2 separate regions of the Ovis aries genome follow, and region 2 is linked to region 1. The links are chromatin contacts, called in public Hi-C maps. All regions are on one chromosome and are shown on one strand. The core of a region is the stretch at or near the end of the contact, and the rest is flanking DNA. Distances in the headings are between cores, read along the strand shown.

Region 1 (2,596 bases), core at 34-2,533:
GCGACGCTCGCCGCCCCCGCCACCCGCCCCGAAGTCCCCACCAGCCGGCCAAAGTTCGCCCGCACCAGGCGCCCCGGGCGCTGGCCCCCCAGTCGCCGGCCCCCGGTCGCCGTCCCCTCGGGCGATTGGGGACGTTTCACTCTTTGTAACAAAGTTTGAGCCGCGGCGCGGGGGCGGCCGCGGGGGGTTGGGGGCGCGAGGCTGTCCCTTCGGGCCCCGCTGCCCACTCCATCCGCTCCACCCCCGCCGGGACGGGCTGAGCCGCTCCGGCGGCTGGGGGCCGAGACCCGAGCCGCCCGCCGTCCCGCCCGGGACCCCCGGCCCGAACTTCCGACTGGCATCTCTCTCGAGTCCCCGCAAGTGCCTCCTCATCTGTTGCTCTGTTTACTCCGCTGGAGCCCCGCCGGGCCGGCGCTGCCGACGCCCCCGTCCCAGCGCCCCACGGCCGAGGAAGTTTGATAAAAAGCCCGGGGAAGGGGGCGCGACCGCGACCCGCGGGCGGGCGGGCGGCTGAGGCGAGGAGGGCAATTTCTGGAGACCCCCGGGTCGGGGCCGACCACTCGCTGCCCGGAAGGAAGGAGCGGTGGCCGGTCGGGCAGGGCGGTCGGCCGGGTGGCGACTCCGGGCCGGGAGCCCCGGCCGGGCGGGGCGGCGGCCGGGCTGCGGGCGCGGCGGGCCGGGCCGGGCCGGCGCTCCGCCCGCCGCCTCCGCTGGCGCCTGCCCCGGCCGCGTCCCCTCGCCCCGGTACCCCCCCTGCCAACTTCTCGGCCGGTCCCCTTTGTTCCCGTTTGTTGTGGCGACTCTTCGGCCGGCCGGGCGATCCCACCAGCCCCCTCTAAGCCCGCCGGGCGCCCGGCGAGCCCGGGGCCCCGCGCGCCCCGCTGCCCGGGCCGGGGGGCTCGGCACCCGGGCCCGTGGGCGCTCGGTGCGGCGCGGCGGCCGGGCGGCCGGCGGCGCGAGCGGCCGGCGCGGCGACGGCGACGGTTGGCCGGTGGCCGGCGGCGGCGGCGGCGGCGGGGTTGGAGGGGGTTTATTTACCTGCCGTGGAACCAGTCCTTGCAGATATCGCACTCGATCATGAAGCGGTTCACGTCGTACGGCTGCCGGCACACACAGTACACCGGCGGGGGCGGCGGGGCTGCCGAGGCCCTGCCCGGAGCCGCCACCGACACGGCTGCCGCGGCGGCTCCAGCTGCTGCTCCCGCGGCCACCGCCGCCGCCGCTCCGGCCATCTTTAAAAAACACACACACACACACGCTCGCTCGCTGCTCCGCTTGCAGACTGGAGCGAGCGCAGCCGCCAGCCAGCGCCGCCTCCTGCAGCAGCCGGAGCAGCAGCCGCGGCGGCGGCGGCGGCGGCGGCGGCGGCGGCGGCGGCAGCGTCTCAGTGCGCGCGCGCGAGGCCGCAGCCGGGCCCGGAGGGGGCGGGCGGCGGGCGGCGGCGCGCGCACGCCGCCAGGGGACCGAGCCCGGCTCCTTCCGGCGCTCCGCGCGAGGCCGCGCGTGTCGCGCACGTCGTTCTGCCGCCCGGCGCGCGCGCCCGCTCCGCTCGCGTCGACCGGGCGGAGGGAGACTCGCTGAAGGGCACGCGGGACGAGGGAGGCGGAGGGAAGCAGAGGCTCCCTGAGGACACGCGCGGCGGCGCGGGGCGCGCGGCCCCGGGAGGAGGGCTGCGGGTGCGTGCGAACGGCCGGCTCCGGCGTTTCTGAGTGACCGCGGAGGCCGGGGAAGTTCCTGCGCAGTGGAAAGCGGCGCGCTACGTCTGTGCCATGGACCCGGGACCCGAGGAAATTAAAGCCCCGCCGGGGCCATCTCCCGACCCCTGGAGTATCTTAAATCAATTAACCTCCGCCGGTCCGAGCCGAGGGTTAACAGCACAACGATCTGCTTAAGTCCTGTTGAGGGGCAGGAGTGTGCTTCCAACTTCCAAAAACGTCCCACCCGAATTCCCACCGACCAGCCAGGAATGTAGTGTTGATGGAGCCACTGGTAGGTGAAGGAGGTTGTTCCCGAGAGGAATTCATTTAATGTCTGGGAGCGGAGAGGAACCAGTCTTGAAATGTGGTGGGTGGAGAAAGGACCGGAGAGGAATCTGGCGTGCTTGTAAACAACACGACTTAGATGCGAATACTTAGATGAGTTCCAAGTTTGGAAAACAGTAATAAAGTTCTAAGTGACAGTGACACGTCGGAAAGGGACTGCTAGAAAAACGGTAATACGGGACTTGGCAGATAATAGGCCACTAATAAATAATTTTGAATGATGAGACTGATAATAAAAACAGCTAACACATCCAATAGGAATGGATTGCCTTGGTATCATAATTAGGCGAGTTGGATGTTAAGAATTATGGAACATTGTAATTTAACTATACTTCAATAAAATTATATATATGTGTATATATATATATATAGGAATTATGGGAACAGATGTTCACAGCTACATTTCGAAGGCATGTCTATCATTGATTAAAAAAAAAACAAACCCGTAACTGCCATCTCAGCCCAAGGCAGAGAATCACTGATACCTAGTCTAACCTTTTTATAATTGAGGAAAGCAATTAACTTGCTTAAAGTCTCAGAGCTGGGCTTGAACT
Region 2 (2,596 bases), core at 41-2,540, 47 kb after region 1:
ACAAAGGGACTTCGCTGGTGGTCCCCTGGCTGGGACTCTGCATTTCCAGTGCTGGGGGGTGTGGGTTCAGTTTCCCGTCAGGGAACTAAGACCCCACATGCTACACAGCCCCCCTCAGAAAGAGTTTAATAAATAAAATAATTCACCAGGTCTGCTGCCTACAATTCCTTTAGAACTTGCCAACGCAACAGAGGGAAGCCTTATGCTTCTTCTTTGTAGTAATAACAGTGATGAAAAGAACAGCTAACCTTTCATCATGGGCAGACTGTGGTCCAGGCACTGTTGTGTTTTGTAAGGCTTGATTCGTTTGATTCACCCAATTAACTTTTAGTGAGGAGGTGCTCAGGAAGGAGGGCTCATTCCCACAGCTGCCTGGCCCTAGACCTTCAAGTTCTCTCTACAAAGAGAGGATAAGACCCATGTAATAGCTTTGTTATGAGGATTAAATGAAGCCATGTAGGTAGAGCACTTTAGCCCAAGACTTTCCATTTCACAGACATAGAGAACTGAACGAAACATTTGAAATATATGCACTGCTTTAGTTAAAAACCAACGAGAAAGGGGAAAATGTGAGATCCTTTCCAGAGTATGTCAACCGGCCCCTCAAGACGTCTGTCCCGGTGGAGGTGAACTTGGAGCGCTGTTTGATCTCTTGATCCCAGTAGCCAGTCTCTGCTAAGCCTGGCGTCACCCCACATCAAAGGAGACAACGCGAAGTCAGAAGAGCCGAAATGCGGCCCCCACTTCAAAGGGAGTTCCTCTCCCGGAAGCTGTTAGTCTTACAAGGACGGTAAACAGCAATACACCTCAGGGGCCTCACAGCGAGGTACAGCTCCATCCAACCAGTTGCCTCTCGCATCCAATTCAGACTTCCCTGGGACCCAAAGAGGACACCCGAGAATGAAGATGCCGCTGTTTGAGGATGTTGGTCCTTCGCCTTCCTAAGTTCCCTGCAGCCAGAAAGCCCCATCGCAGAGTGGGCCTGAAGGCAGTGCCCCGTCTTCCTTTCTGCCCGCGGTCAAGTCCACACCGACAGCTCTGATTCCTGGGCTCCCGTCCTCTGGCTTATATAGACTATGCTTCTGTGTTTAAAAGTCACAGCCAGAAGTAAAACACTCCTTTTTAGACCGGGATTGGGGTATGAGTCCGATGGTGAAGGAGGCACCTAAAAAAAGATCTGCCTTCTCCTGCCTTGGATCCAGCATTTGCAGCCCCGCCTCCCCGCCCTCCGGCCGTTGGCTAAGCTACCGCCAGAAAGATGCGCGGGCCATCACACCCTTCTCCACCTATCTGTGGCCCAGATTCTAGCGACAGGCAGGCTGAGGCCGTCGGGCAGTTTCCCGGAGCTCCCTTGTATATTACAGCTGGGGGAGGGGGGAGGTCGAGCGGCGGCGCGGGGAGTTGGGGGGGGGGGGGGGGGGGCGAGCGGCGGAGGACCCTCATGTGAGCCCCAGGGTGCCCCGATAGACTCATTTGGCGTGCCCGTACTCCCCCGCCCCCCCAAACTCAGAAGCTTCCCCTTTCACCACCCCCGCCCTCAGCGCCTTCACACCCCATCCCTGCCACTCCTGCCGGCACCTTCCAGACCCCTGATAAACCCTCCGCCCCGCACGCTCCCATCCCCGAGAGCACGACGCAGCCCCGGCCCCCGAGCGCTCGCATCCCCAGACCCGCGCACGTCACCCGGGGGCGCACCCCTAGCCACCGCCACCCCCGCACCCCCAGCCGAGCCGGCGCCGGGCGGGGGCCGGATGCGCAGACGTGCCGCACGTGCGCCGCGCGGTGATTGGCAGCGCTGGCCCCGCCCGCGCCCCCGCCAAGCCCTCCGCGCCGCTAGCTCAGGGGTGTCCTGAACCGCAGCCGCTGATGCCGGGCGAGGGGGCTGCCCTGGCGCGCCGGCCGGGCTGCGGGGTTCGCCGCTCGGGGAACAATGCAGGCTGATGGGAAGTGCGTGGGGGGCGGGGCGGGAGAAGGGAAGCCGCTAGAAAGCGCCCCCAGCTCACCCGTGTTTTCTAGCTAGGCGATGTTAAAATAAGCTTGCTCTGAGGAGCTGGAGATGCTATTCCTGCCGAGAGAAAACAGTTTCTGTAAGTGTTGAAAGAAATGTTCCACTTCATTCGGTTGTGCACTGGGGCCCAGGGCATTTACGCCCCAGCATTCTTCACTTCTCCGGGAAGGGGAAGCGTCAGGAAGAAGCCTAAGCGTTTTAACGCCGCCGGGTGCGGGCCTGAGAAAGTGACAAAGGCACAGCTCGCGTGGCGCCGAGAGTGACGCTCCGCCTCCGAGTAGAGGACCAGAAAGACGTCTTCCAAGGGGCCGGTGTGGCTGAGTTTACCTGGGAAGCCTTTCCCAAAGGGGGCGATTTGAGCAGAGACTGGAGATGGCTGGGCTAGGATTAGAATTGTGAGCCGGGACAGACTGAGCGCGCGGAGAGGCGCGCTCCCAGGGGTCGATGGGGACCCGGGGGCGGCGAAGGCGCAAGCGGCCCTGAGTGGTTCTCGGCGGTGAACCTCAGAGGAGCCGTCTCTCCTCATCCCAGCCGCAGTCAGCCAATGAAAAACACGCGCAGGGGGCTCCGCAGCCAATGGAAACGTGC

The links. A called contact is a pair of places that touch in the nucleus more often than the background predicts.
Region 2: a contact with region 1 is called in a Hi-C map of hypothalamus, with 2.3 times the contacts expected there. The contact joins the enhancer-like site here to the promoter of KDM7A in region 1. A contact is called at or near these places in 2 of 16 Hi-C or Micro-C datasets (blood and hypothalamus).

What each region holds. Positions count from the first base shown.
Region 1 is chr4:105,028,512-105,031,107 of ARS-UI_Ramb_v3.0, forward strand. KDM7A (lysine demethylase 7A) reads right to left here and starts at 1,284. Exons shown (of 17, transcript XM_060414895.1): 1 at 1,039-1,284. The coding sequence starts at 1,232. It overlaps LOC105609820 (a long non-coding RNA gene), which reads left to right and starts at 1,504. Exons shown (of 2, transcript XR_001434620.4): 1 at 1,504-1,989.
Region 2 is chr4:105,075,206-105,077,801 of ARS-UI_Ramb_v3.0, forward strand. No RefSeq gene overlaps it. Among named protein-coding and RNA genes, the nearest start is that of KDM7A, 47 kb to the left of the region's middle. Within about 2 kb of position 1,291, at least 19 of the 54 cell types and tissues checked have an H3K27ac peak or open chromatin away from gene starts, as enhancers often do.